Linked DNA regions of Rattus norvegicus: region 1 is linked to region 2. A link is a contact called in public Hi-C data. All regions are on one chromosome and are shown on one strand. The core of a region is the stretch at or near the end of the contact, and the rest is flanking DNA. Distances in the headings are between cores, read along the strand shown. Region 1 overlaps Hook3 (hook microtubule-tethering protein 3). Region 2 holds the start of Hook3 (hook microtubule-tethering protein 3).

Evidence for each region. A called contact is a pair of places that touch in the nucleus more often than the background predicts.
Region 1: a Hi-C map of liver shows a contact between it and region 2, with 1.8 times the contacts expected there. The contact joins the enhancer-like site here to the promoter of Hook3 in region 2. A contact is called at or near these places in 5 of 12 Hi-C or Micro-C datasets (the A7r5 cell line, Schwann cells, kidney and 1 more).

What each region holds. Positions count from the first base shown.
Region 1 is chr16:72,696,413-72,703,034 of GRCr8, forward strand. It overlaps Hook3 (hook microtubule-tethering protein 3), which reads left to right. Exons shown (of 22, transcript NM_001136098.1): 5 at 592-724; 6 at 6,150-6,217. Among named protein-coding and RNA genes, the nearest start is that of Hook3, 43 kb to the left of the region's middle. Within about 2 kb of position 3,764, at least 2 of the 93 cell types and tissues checked have an H3K27ac peak or open chromatin away from gene starts, as enhancers often do. A contact at or near this core is called in liver, where this site is marked.
Region 2 is chr16:72,655,750-72,662,340 of GRCr8, forward strand. Hook3 (hook microtubule-tethering protein 3) reads left to right here and starts at 1,348. Exons shown (of 22, transcript NM_001136098.1): 1 at 1,348-1,534. The coding sequence starts at 1,478. It overlaps Rnf170 (ring finger protein 170), which reads right to left and starts at 1,079. Exons shown (of 8, transcript NM_001399260.1): 1 at 912-1,079; 2 at 1-110.

The DNA.
Region 1 (6,622 bases), core at 2,514-5,013, 43 kb after region 2:
GTAGTTCTATACCCCATTTTTTGATTGGGTTGTTTGTTTGTTTTTTTTTTTGTTTTTTTTTGTTTTTTGGTGGTAAGCTTCTTGAGTTCTTTATGTATTTTGGATATTAGCCCTCTATCAGATGTGGGGTTAGTGAAGATTTTTTTCCCCATCTGTAGAATGTCGAATTGTCTTATTGATTATGTCCTTTGCCTTTAGAGACAAAGTGAAGGTAGCAAGGGAGAAGATTATGTTGCTAGTGTGAATTCCTCTTTGATCCCAGCTGTTTGGATGTCCTTTAGTTTAGACTGTTCTGGTTGTAATTCATCAGAGACCAAGCATCCAAGCTTTCTTAGAACAGCAAGCAGAAGGATCGATAGTACACGGATTTTTGTTCAGTGTATATATCACATACCAGATTAGGGACTAAGTGGCCGTGATATGTGATAGTTGTAACTTAGATGTGTGAGAGATTAGAAATTGGGAGTGAGGTTGATAGAACATCTCTGGCCTTGATACTGAGTTCTTGGTGATAGCTAATTGATCTCTATTAAATATTTTATTTAGCTCTATAAACATGACTGTGATTATAATCTGCTTGTCTCCATTCAGATTTTAGGGCAGCAGATTAATGATTTTACCCTTCCTGATGTGAACCTTATTGGGGAGCATTCGGATGCAGCAGAGCTCGGGAGGATGCTCCAGCTCATTCTAGGCTGTGCTGTGAACTGTGAACAGAAGCAAGGTAACTAATGACTGTGATATATGTTGTGTACTTCATACATAAAGCCCCAGGATAAATAGCATCTTTCCATGGCTACCCATCTTCCCCATCATCTATAGTTTTGCTGGTAATTTACCTTCAGATTTAAATGAGTTCTAAAAGGTAGTCTAATTTTGATTATGGTCAAATTCCTTCCCTTTCTGTAAGACTGTATAACTGAGCAGTTTTTATATTGTGTTATGTTCCTGTTTTACATGCTGTGGAACCTGGTGCCATGGTCATAGTAAGCATGCACTGTTCTATTGAATTGTGCTGTACCCCACCCTGAGGATACTCTTTCTAATGCATGTTAACTACCTTGGCTGTGCTGAACCTTATGGTTATTATTAAAATACTTATTAATGTAGTTTATACGATGATAGCTTAGAAAATATTTCTGTGCTTTAGAATAAGAGCACAGGCTGCAGTGCCCAGTCAGCCAATGTTCAGATCCAGTTGCACTCTTACAAACGATGAATAGTTGCTGGGTGAATCTTATCTTTGTAGTGCAGTTTCTCTGTAAATGTAGGTTTAGTAGACTTAGTACCTGCCTCACAAGATCATTAGGGATCTAAGTGATACAACAAGTAAGACAGCACATGATCTTACACAAAATAGTGTTTCCAACCATTTTAATTTCAAGAAAATGTGATTTTTATGTTTATTAGTGTTTTAAACAATAATTCTATTTCATTTATCTTTTGCATGTTCTTAGAGCCACAAATTGGTTTTTGGTTTTTTGATATTTGATTTTTTTTTTTTTTTAGGGCAGGGTCTCTCTATGAGCCCTGGCTGACTTGGAACTTGCTATGTAGGCCATGTTAGCCTGAAGCTCACAGAAATCTGCCTGCCTTTGCATCCTGAGTATTGGGATATAGGCATGTGCCATACTTACCATATCCACAATTTATTTTATCAAAAAATTTTTTCATATATTTTTGATCATGATTTCTTCTCTCCCAACTCCTCTCATCTCCTCATCTCTTCACCCAACTCCTCCTTTCTTTCTTTCCATAAAAGCAAAAAAAAAAAAAAAAGAATAAAAAAAATAAAAACAAGAAACACACAACTGAAATTCATAGATATAAGATGAACAGCCATAACATACAGGGAAAAAAACCAAGTAAGACGAAAAAATTTGTCCCAAAAAGCAATGAGGCAAGAGGTCTACACCAATATCATTGAGTTCATTTTATATTAGCTATCTAGTGTTGGGCATGGGGCCTGCCTTTTGGTATGCTTTAATATACCCAGTGAGACCATTGGAGAAAACGAATTTTTCCACTTTAAAATGTCACTTCTTAGGTGGCATTTATGGGGTGAGTCATACTTATTCTATCAACTATACTTATTCATATCAACTATAAATTGGTAAAACTTCTAATTAGACTTAGATAAATTAGTAAGTGTGCAGATATTAGAAAAAGTACAGTGTTTTTATGACTCCAAGGTCACATATTTGTGGCATTGTTGAAGTTACTTGAAGACCAGCTTTGATATGGAGGTAATATTTTTTTTTAATTTTTAGGTTTTTTTAAACTCTTTTGTAAAATATGACTTATTTATATGGGGATCACCCCTTCAAAATATATTCAGACTTACTGTACATAAAGTAGATAAATTATTTTTGCTTTGAGGGGGTGCTTCCATATATTTATGTGTGCACATGCACATGGGTGTGTGCCTCTCAGCATATGCACACAGAGCCAGAAAAGGACATTGGCTGTCATCCTCCCCATCCTCCACTTCATTCTTTGTGGCCTGTAAACTTGACTCCCTATCTGGGCTATGGGTGGCTAGTGAACTCCTGAAATCTGCTTGTCTTTGCCCCCAGTTCTGGGGTTACACGAGGTACAGCCATTCCCATCTGTCATTTGGGTGATAGATACTTATTAATCTGATACATTATGGATGAGAGCCACAGAACCAGACAAAACAGACACAAAGCTTGCTTTCATAGGACTTGAATGGAGGAGGAAAAGCAGCATTACCCCGTAGCACAAGTAATTACAGAGTTACGGTGAGTGCTCCAAAGGTGGGATGGAGTGGGAGAGTCTAGACGTGGTGTAGGGAAGTTATTCAAGTAAAGCTGGGAAGGACAGTGAGTTAAGACTTACTCAGAGTAAGAAAGACTCAAGTTATATCCCCTCAAAACTGTAGTTATAGTCTGGTAAAGAGAGAATTGAGAGAAGTATTGCAAGAGAATAGGAAATGAAAGACTATTCAAAATTATAAATAGTATTCTGCAATTATTTTAACTTGAAGTTCAGTTCTTATCTTTTATTTATTTATTTTTATTTTTTAGTTCAAAGGTCCCCAACCCCTATTCACACTATTTTCTTCCACATCTCGTAATGAAAAACAAGTTTACATTTATTTGGTTTTGTACTTTTTTCATATTCTAATACTGAATAAGTTTAGACTTTTGGGACTTTTCCCTCAGCTCACTAGCTGACTCCCACTCTTTAGATTGCTTTACTTTTCTTAAACTGTCTATATTTCTTTAAAAAAATTTTTTTTCTGATGATGGCACATCGATCACCCCAAAGCCATCATTGGTTCATGGTACGCTAGCTGTGCTGTGTCCAGAAAAGAGCACATCACAGCGCCCCTTCCCACCGTCTAGTGCTTACATTCTTTCTTGCCCCCTCTTCCACAGGGTTCCTGGAGCCTTGGAGGGGTCATGCCAGCCTCATTTTAGGACTGAGCACTCACTCATCAGTCACCAGTTATGAGTCTCTGTGTTAATCATTGCCCACTGAAAACAGAAACTGTTGTGACCAAGAATGAGAACAGCACTAATCTATATGTATAAGGATGAAGATTTAGAAGACTACATAACAAAACAACAGTAGTAAAGTCCCTCCATCCAAGGACTAGATGACCTCCCTTTTGACCAGATTTATAATACCAAGTATGATTTTTTCCTGTGGAGCAGGTCTAAAATCCAGGTAGAAAGTGATTGATTACTCCAGTAACACTCTGGCCACTACTGCACTGTGGTCACATCTTGTCTAGCAAGCTGATACTTTTAGCAGAGTTCACAGCTGGGTAAACAGTTGGTGACTAATATCCCATAGTGCACTGTACAGCACATTCCAGCATTATAAATGCTAGCTGGTAAAGAAGAAGGAAGCTTCCAGTTGAACAGGCTTTTTAATCTCTCATTTACCCACATTTGGGGTATCATCTGGTTTCAGGAATACAGTAGAGTTAAGAATCATGTAATCAAGTTTCTAAATTGTTAATCATTAACTGTCGCTGTGAATGTGCACTATGGGTCGATAGATTAGGAGGCTCTGAAGTGCTTCAGTGCTTCCTACCTACCTACCTGTGGATGAGGTATGCTCTGCCTTTGTCCTTATCCCCAAAGTGTCTTCACTGTAAAGACTAAGTGAAACTGTGTTTTACATTTGCTCTCTGTTCAGCCATTCTTCTAAGTTGGAAGAAGTTAAAAGCAATTGGTGAGAGCCTAATTGTGCATTCATTTGTCTTTGCTGACCTCTAATTGGGGCAAATAAAGTAGGGGTAAGATTTAAAAGGCAGAGATTAATAGTAGAAGGCACACTGACAATAACATTGCTAACCCTTGTGTTCTGGGTTTGCTAGCAGAAGTGAGGGAAGACTGTAGGGTTTTTGGCAGGGGCAGGGGGCGGGGGCCACAACACATGCTGCAAAGTGCATGTGGAGATCTCAGTGGACAACTCGGGAAGTCAGAGGATCCTGGGATCAAAATCCAGTCATCGGGCTTGTTGGAAAGCACCTTTACTCACTGGCCATCTCACCATCCTATCAGGCAACACCATGGTGTCTGCCTTCAGTCTACTATTCTATTAAGCAGTAACAGAACAAAAAATACCTGTTATAGATTAGAAGGCTGAGACTTATAGATAGTATGGGATTTACCTTCCTTGTGATGAATGGGCTAGATATAGAAAAAAAATTATTTCTTCACCCTTTAAGCTTTGTATTCTTCATATTAAACTATACTAAACATTTTGAACAGATAAAATTGAGGGCAAACTCCCTTAACGTAGTGTGGTTCATTCTCCAGCATTGCTTCATGGGTGTGTACCAAATAATCCCACATAATTGAATTTTTAACTTTACGGTTTGAAAGTAGTACACGTTAATTTAGCTGTCATCACCATTTTCTCCTTTAGTACTTTACGGTGTTCGCGGGGAAGGGCCTTGACGTGGCAACACCGCTTCTTAACTAACGCTTCCCCTCTCGTACCTACTAATGTCCTGACCTCTTTTGCTGTTACCTCCTTCATTTCTAGTAGTTGCCATAAGCCTCCCTCCCCATAGCAACGCCACTGCTTCTTCTCTTCCATGCTCATTCATACGCTTTAATTTTGAGGACTTGTCAATCATCCTAGATGTGCTGGCTCTTGTTTTTGATGTCATAATATCACAATGGTGGCGTTAAAATATTTAAAACAACACACACACACACACACCCATGTTATCTGCTGGGCAGAAGAATCCAGTAGATGAATCTAATGACAATGCATATACATTCATAAGTACAACACTACAGGTACCTGCCATTAAGTCACTTCTGTCATCAATTGTTGTGTTTGGAAAAGATGAAAACTATAGCAGGGCCTTGTCAGAGGAAACAGACACTGCTTCCAATCTGACTTTACTCTTGGCTGAGACCCTCCTAGCTTGGGAGTGGTGAGCATGAAGCTGGTGGGCTTTCTGCTTCCCATGTAGCGATGTAGGACAGTATTTTAAAGCCTGGAACTATATAGTTATTCGATTACAGGTTCAGTGTGTATCTTAAATTCATTTTAGTTATTTATGTTCTATATAGTAAACAAAATTAAGGTAAGAATTTATACAACTTAGTGCTTTGATCATGTAAGGATAAAACCAGAATATTTTTACCCTGTAACTAAGAAGCATCTAAAGGATAGCTTTAGAGTGCTGAAAAGTGATGAGGTTCTTTTTGCCGTTATTTTTGGGTCTCACTATTTCGCTGATTCAGTCTGGTATGTACGGGTGCTGAAGCTGTGTTCCCCGACCTTCACCTATACCTCAGCGTTAACAGCAGACAGTGAGCAGAGCCAAGTGTGGTAGTAACTCAGAGGACACCCTGAAGGGTTAAGACAGGAAGGTCACAAGTTCAAGGCTGATTTAGGATTCAAAGTGCATTGGGGGGAGCTAACAAGATCCAGATTCAAGCAAATGAATAAATGTCAGACAAGACTTTGGAACAAAGTTAAAATTTGGTTTTCAGTCTTTGCCTACCTATGGCACATATTTGGGGCAGAGAAGCCATGAGAAGGGGATTCTCAAAACGGAAAACTGATTGTGATAATTTATAAAGCACTAGCCTTCAGCTTCTTGGCAATCTGTTAACCTGGACAGTGACATCCCAGGTTATTCTTGTTTTCAGAGTACATTCAAGCCATTATGATGATGGAGGAGTCTGTTCAGCATGTCGTCATGACAGCCATCCAAGAGGTATGTTGATTGGAGCTTTGCACTTTATAGCTTGTAACTAATGGAGAAACTAGTTCACACAAGAGAACTAGCAACCTTAAAAATAATTTTATTTTTTTATTGTGTATACACTATATCCTAGTTAAGTTTTTAAGTTCATCGTGTCTGTTATGTGCATATTGATTTTATTTATTTAGCAAATTCTTAGTTCAAACCCAAAGTACAGCAGCAACTAGGGATACAGTTGTGAAAAGATGTTAGAGTTCTCGGATAAAATGTGTGTCTCCCTCTCAGAGTCTCAGAGAGGAAAGGATTAAACAAGAATTCACAGTTGTAAAACTCTCATCAAAGGGGAAATGCAGGACCATATGAAGTAACAGCGTTCCTGGAGACATTAAATAAGGCCACCTAGAAGACTGAGACGGA
Region 2 (6,591 bases), core at 98-2,597:
GGCTCCAAAGCATATATCTTGTATCTTGGTGTCTTGGAAACGCCAATATCTTTGCATTAAGGTCCAGGTAGAAGAATGTTTATTATAGCATTATTCTGAGACGCCCTAAACTGGAACAAAGTGTACATCAATAGTAGAACGGGGACAAGGCTGTATTCACACAATGGGATACTAGACAATCATGGGATTTTTGCAGATAATTTAATATTATTTAAAAGCCAAAACCACAATACATATCCACTCATAAAAGTTCAAAATCGAACAAAGGAAAAATATACCACATGCATACTCATCTGGTAAAAAAGTGAAAAGGGAAGGCAATGAAGTGCCTGTCACAAAAATTAGGCTAGAAATGGTATGGATGGAAGAACTCTTGGGAATGTGGCAATTCATTTTATTAATATTCCTCAAACATGTACTCCTACGCACTGCTCTGCACACAACTTAAAAACGTATATGAAACCCTACAGTGCCTGTATAAAAAAAAATCAAAAGTCGGACAAGGATGCACCTCAATGGAGCCAACTCCCAACACAAGAAACAGGCCTTAGGAACAGTAGGGGTCCTTACGCACTGGTGAACTGGCGTCCACCCTCTCTCACTTCGGGTAAAGTTTTGTGGGAGAAGGGGGCTCCAAGGAGGAACGCCGGGCTCTCCACGGCCCGGCCAAACCGGCCCACAGCCACCGAGACGCGCCCACGTCAGCCGTTCCACCTTCGTCCAGAGACTCTGGGCCGGCTCGGGCGATTCAGGGCTGAGCCTAGGCTTCCGGAGGCAAGCGGCGCGCGGAGCCCACCCTCGCGCGGTCCCGCAGCTCCCCACCGCGCCAAGTCCCGCCGTCCCGGCCCTCCGCGGGCCCGTGCGGGGGCGTGGCTTGGCACACGCCCGCGGCCCGAGAGGGGGGCGCGTACCTCGTCGCGGCAGAGGAACTACCGTGCCAGTCCGTGTGACAGAATAGAGTTCATTTCCGGGGACTACCTAGCTACTACTCCCGGTGCAACTACAGGCGGCTTCTAAAGCGAGAGCGCCGGCGTCGGCGCACGCGCAGTGCGGAGCCTCAGCGAGGGCGAGCCGACTGGAGAGAAACACGGGCCACCACCGCAGAGCCCGGCTGGGGCGCGCGCCCACGGGCAGTGGACTGGTGCCGGGAGCGCGCCTCCGGGGGCGGGGCCGAGCGAGCGCGAGCGCGAGCGTGCGCAGTGGCACTCGGGCCTCGGCTCGCGCTACGCAGCGCTCGCGCAGGAGGGCGTGGGCTGGCGGCGCCGGGTGCGCGCAGGGAGCGCGCGGCCCCGGGCGAGGGAAGGAGGGGCTGGTGACAGTGCGGAGCCTTTGCCAGCGTCCGCGCCCCGGGAGCGGCCGGACGGAAGAGAAGGTTCGCCAGACGCCGGTCGGCTGCCTGACCCTTCGGACTCAACCCCGAGCCGAGCGGCCGCGGCTTCTGGTTGGTTGAGGAGACGCCTGCGGCCACCTCAGGAAGATGTTTAACGTGGAGTCTGTGGAGCGGGTGGAGCTGTGCGAGAGCCTGCTCACTTGGGTACGTGGTGGGCAGCGGGCCGGTGGGAAAACTCCTCAACCTTTCGTGGACATCGGTGCTCGTCCCGGGGGACGAGCACCCGGGGCGACCTGCCGTCACATCCGGGGCTTGGGACGGGCGGAGCTGAGGAGCCGGTACGGCCGCTTCTACACCCGCGGCCGGGTCAGGGTCAGCAGGGAGCGGCCGGGCTCAAGCAGTCTGGGCCCAGGGTCCAGGAGGAACTTGTCCGGCCTGAGATGTTGGCTGCTGTCCGAGAGGAAACCTGCCCTGTGGGGGCTAATGATGGGGTGCAGGCGACACTGTAATTAGGACTGTTTGCCTTGATGAGGCGCTGGCGTTTCGCTCCCAAGCTCCCAGTGATCCAAAGCGTCGGTTCTGCCTGGGCGCCCGATAGAGGCACTCGGGACCCCTGGTTACGATGCTGCTCGCCTTTGTTGTAGCATTCAGCCAGGATGGAGTGTAGCCCCTTGAGGGATGGATGAAGCCCTGCCCATTGGAAAATAGTACATTGGCAGGGTGGATAGACAAAACATGAAGAATCACTCAGAGGCAAAACATTTAAAACGCGAGATGCATCTCGACTGCTATCAACGATGTGATGGTACTTACAAAAGGAATCAAGATAAAAATTTTGAACTGGCAAAGATTTAGGAATTTAGTAATGGAACTGAAACACATTTTTAAAGCACCATGAGATTCTAATTTGGAATCGGTGAGGGTTAGGGTTATCGAATTTTAAAGTAAATAGGCAGGATTTTTAATGTCAATAGTTACGGTTTAAGCAGCCCTTTTCAATAGCTGGATGATTAACCGTGTTTGTTTCTGGTTTTCATATGCTGGTTGGTGGCAGGTACATGGTATATGCAGAGCCATGGGATAAACCAGAGTCCCATCAGGAACATTCATTTTATTTATTGCTAAAAATGTTACCTGCCCCTTTTAGAAGAGCAGATACGTTTACAGTGGCTCCTATGACACATGTTAATTTTGTTTGCATATTCGGGGGGGGGGGGAGATGGTGGTAATCAGGCATCCTGCATTGTAATCGCAGTGTAGTTCTACCACTAAGCTATTCATCTCCCCAGCTTACTCACTTTAAAGGTAAAAATGCAAATAGCAAAAAATTCTATTGAATAGTATCTTAGGTTAGAGGTTCAGATCCCTGGAAGCTAGCCGTCACAGTTTTGTGCAGGAACACTGCCAAGAAGTTTGAGAACTGTTCCCTTAGGTTGGCTGTAATAAATGCAAGAAGAGTAGAACCCACAGATGTGTGTGCATTTGAGATAGGATCTTGCCATGTGGCCCATTTTGACCTCAAACTATGATCTTGAATTTGTAGCAATCAGCCTGCATCACTACACCCAGCTTGAAGTCTTTTATAAACTGGGTATGTCGTGAATCTGATTGTGTCTTTTGAAGCAGCCTGTATACAATGTAGACCTTTATGGTTTGGTTTTGTATTAGATCATTCTTGTCATTTCAGGTCACTGGAAATAATGCATAGTTCACATACTCTGTCAGTCCTAACTTCAAGCCCAAAGATCGGCTTCACAGCTGTGCTTCAAATAGAGAATGGTGATAGGTTACACAGTGGAGCTCCACCTCAGCCAAGTCTCAAACTATTATTTAAACCAGGAAGACTTTCGAAAAGATGGAAAAATGTTTCATGCCCTGTCAGTATATAACAAGCAAGCCCAACAGAATGTGCTTAAAAATTAAACAGTGTCTTTTCTTCCTACCCCCTGAAGCAAAATATATTCCTACCTGATAGGGTAAACAAAACAAAACACAAAAACCTGTGTTATTACATCTGTCGGTCACCTTTTAAAAAATTGTCCTTCGTGTAACTGTGATGTGTGCACGTAGGCACAGTTGGCACCACATGTATGTGGAAGTCAATAGTCAGCTTTTTGGAGTTGATGCCTTTCCATGTTTTCTGAACAACAAACTCAGGTCATAAGTCACCAGATCGGTGTGTAAGCACCTTCACCCCTGAGCCAGTTCAACAGCCTGTTTATTAACAATGATCATTTTATTTTTAAAAATGTAATATTTATTTGTGTGAGGATGTGCACACACATAAATGTATCACAGCCCTTTTGTGGAGGGTATTGAATAACTTAGAGGAGTCAGTTCTCTCTATTTGGGCTCTTTTTATTTTATTGAGAATTGCATATGTGCATTCCTGCATATGCACGTGCATGTGTGTATGTTGGTCAAATTTACTCCTCCCCTCTGGTTCCTCCTGTTCTGCACCACCATTTGTCCCTCCCAAGTTCATATACTGTTTTTCTTTTTAACATATTGAATCCATTTAATGTTGCCAGTATTTATGTGAGTGTATCCACCTTCTAGAGCATGGATAACTTACTAGGTACTGTACAAACCAGAACAAAACAGACTGACTCTCCTCCAGCATCCAGTGGCTCCTCAGCAAAATGATCTCTTCTCCATTCATTCTAGAATTTTGGCTAACTTGATCTTGTGCAGATATTGAGCACACAGCCTCAGCACAGCCACTGTGAATTCTTAAGTACACCATCCCTGTCATATCCAGAAAATACTTTTTTGCAGCACTCCACAACTTCTGGTTCTTAGAGTCTTTCTGCCTCCTCTTCTGTAGTGTTCTCTTGAGTCTTAAAAGGAAGGGTTGTGATATAGATGTGCCATTAGCATTGAACACTCTACAGTTTCGTATTCTCTACTCACCAGTTGTGAGTCTCCATATTAATTGCCCTCTACTACAGAAATAAGCTTCTCTGCTTATTGGGAGGATTGGGAGCTGTGCTATTCAATGGGTACAAAGCTAAGTATTTAGAAGGCAGTTTGATACTATGTCCATTTAGCAAAGAAATAGTAGGTTCTCTCCTAGAGGGTCTATGACCTACCCAGCATGTCTTCTTGGCCCAGTTAGCAACACAGCATGAATTCTGTCTTGTAGGGTGGGCCTTAGATCCAATAGAAAACAACTGCATACTCCCAAAACACTGATGACACTATTACACCAGTGGCCATAGACCTGCAGTCCATTGGTTGTTGTAGCTAGCAGGGTTCACAACTGGGTAAAGTGTTCATTTTTCTCTCCCAGCAGCCTACATAGCACCATCCTGCACTATGAAAGCTAGCCAGTGGAGATGAAACTTCCAGGTCAATACCAGCTTGGTTTCTCTATGTCCTACACGGGTTAAGAATGTGGTATCTTTAGCAATAGGGTCCTAATTCCAGTGACAATAACCTGTATTGCTTTATGGACCCATGGGATCCTGCATGCCTTGTAGCGCAAAGACAGGTAACCCAATCCAGTATTGCTCAAGCCCAGTTTCTAGAACTCTGTGAATCATGATGAAATGATTGCATTTTCCCAGGTCTTGGTAATTAGTTTGTTTGTTTTAACAGGCTGAGGATTAAACCTGGGGCGTTGTGCTTTAACTGTACAACTGACCTATATAATTCCAACCAGTTACCCAAGAAACTGGAACATGAGAAAGAAACTAGAGGGGCTGGAGAGATGGCTCCACAGTTAAGAGGGTTCGTTGCCCTTACAGAGGACCTTGTCTGGTTCCTAGAACCCACACAGTGGTCTAAAACCATCTAGAGCCCCAATTCTAGATGATCCAGTACCTTATCTAACCTCCATGGGCACCAGGCATGCATGTGGTGCACATATATACATGCAGGCAAAACGCTCACACACATATACTTAGTTTTAAAAATATATTTAAGGGGTTGGGGAATTAGCTCAGTGGTAGAGTGCTTGCCTAGCAAGCGCAAGGTCCTGGGTTCAGTCCTCAGCTCCGGGAAAAAAAAACTATATATATATATATATATATATATATATATATATATATATATGTATATGTATAATCTAGAATGCTATCAGACGATGACATAAAACTAGGGGAAAAGAATCGTAGTTGTGGCTCACTTGGAACACAGCAATCTTAGGTGTCCTTATTTTCATACTATGTATGTGGGAGCCTGTGGAATGCAACTAGTATTTAGACTCCCTCCCATTCCGTTCTCCCTCCTTTGCCTAATTCCATTCTACCAACAGATTTGATTCTCTATGGGAGAATAAAGAAATTTGTGAAGTACAAAGGTTTAAAGAACTTGGGAAAAGTCTGAGTAGCATGATGGTTGCTGGCTCTAATAGTAGTTCTCATACACACTCATTGATCAACATCACCTGGAACCTTTATCAGACCAGTTTACTAGACCCCTGTGGCTAGAGTTTCTGGGTCTGGGACAGGATCTGAGATTTGCATTTCTGACATACTCCTAGGCAATGTGTAACCTCAAGACAACATTTGAGAACCATTGCTTTAGAGCAGGGTTTTAAACTTACTGCTATTTGATATTTTATACTGAATTTTGTAATTCTTAGGTGCACTGCTCTGTGTATTTTAGGGTATTGAGTAGAAGCATTGCTATCTTCTGTTTATAAATAATAGTACCCTGCTATTCCAGACTCTCCTAGGGAGCAAACTCACTCCTGGTAGAGAACCACTGCCCTAGAGTTGCTGATTCTATGTGATCTCACGATTTACTCTCCTAGTGCTTTTGTTGGACTGGGGAGAAGTTGGAATGTGTTCTCAGAGCTCCTTGAAATTACAAGAAAGATTGTGACCCTCCAGGCAGAATTTATGCTTTAACATAGTTAAGAGCAGTTATTTTTCTGTTTTACTGTGTTACTATCCTGAAGTGTTACAACTCAGACCTGATAAGTTGATAAGTTTATTAATTGACATCTATGTGTTCTGAAAGCAGAGGTGAGCGTTCTCCAGTTCTCTAACGTACCTATATACCTGAAGGGCTAAAACAGAAAATAATTGTTTAGAAGCTCCTTCCTAAAACTCAGAATGGAAATTTAGCTGAGTCCTAAGAGCAAGGGTGGGGGATGCAGCAGACAACACACCAGATAGTGTTAAATTACTCTCTTTAAAATTCTTTCCGATGGACTATGCACGTACCCCAGTTTGAAGAGTACTTGCCTGGCTTGCACAAAGCCTTGTTTTAGCAGTGTGTAACCAGATGTGGTGGTGCACACTTACAATCTC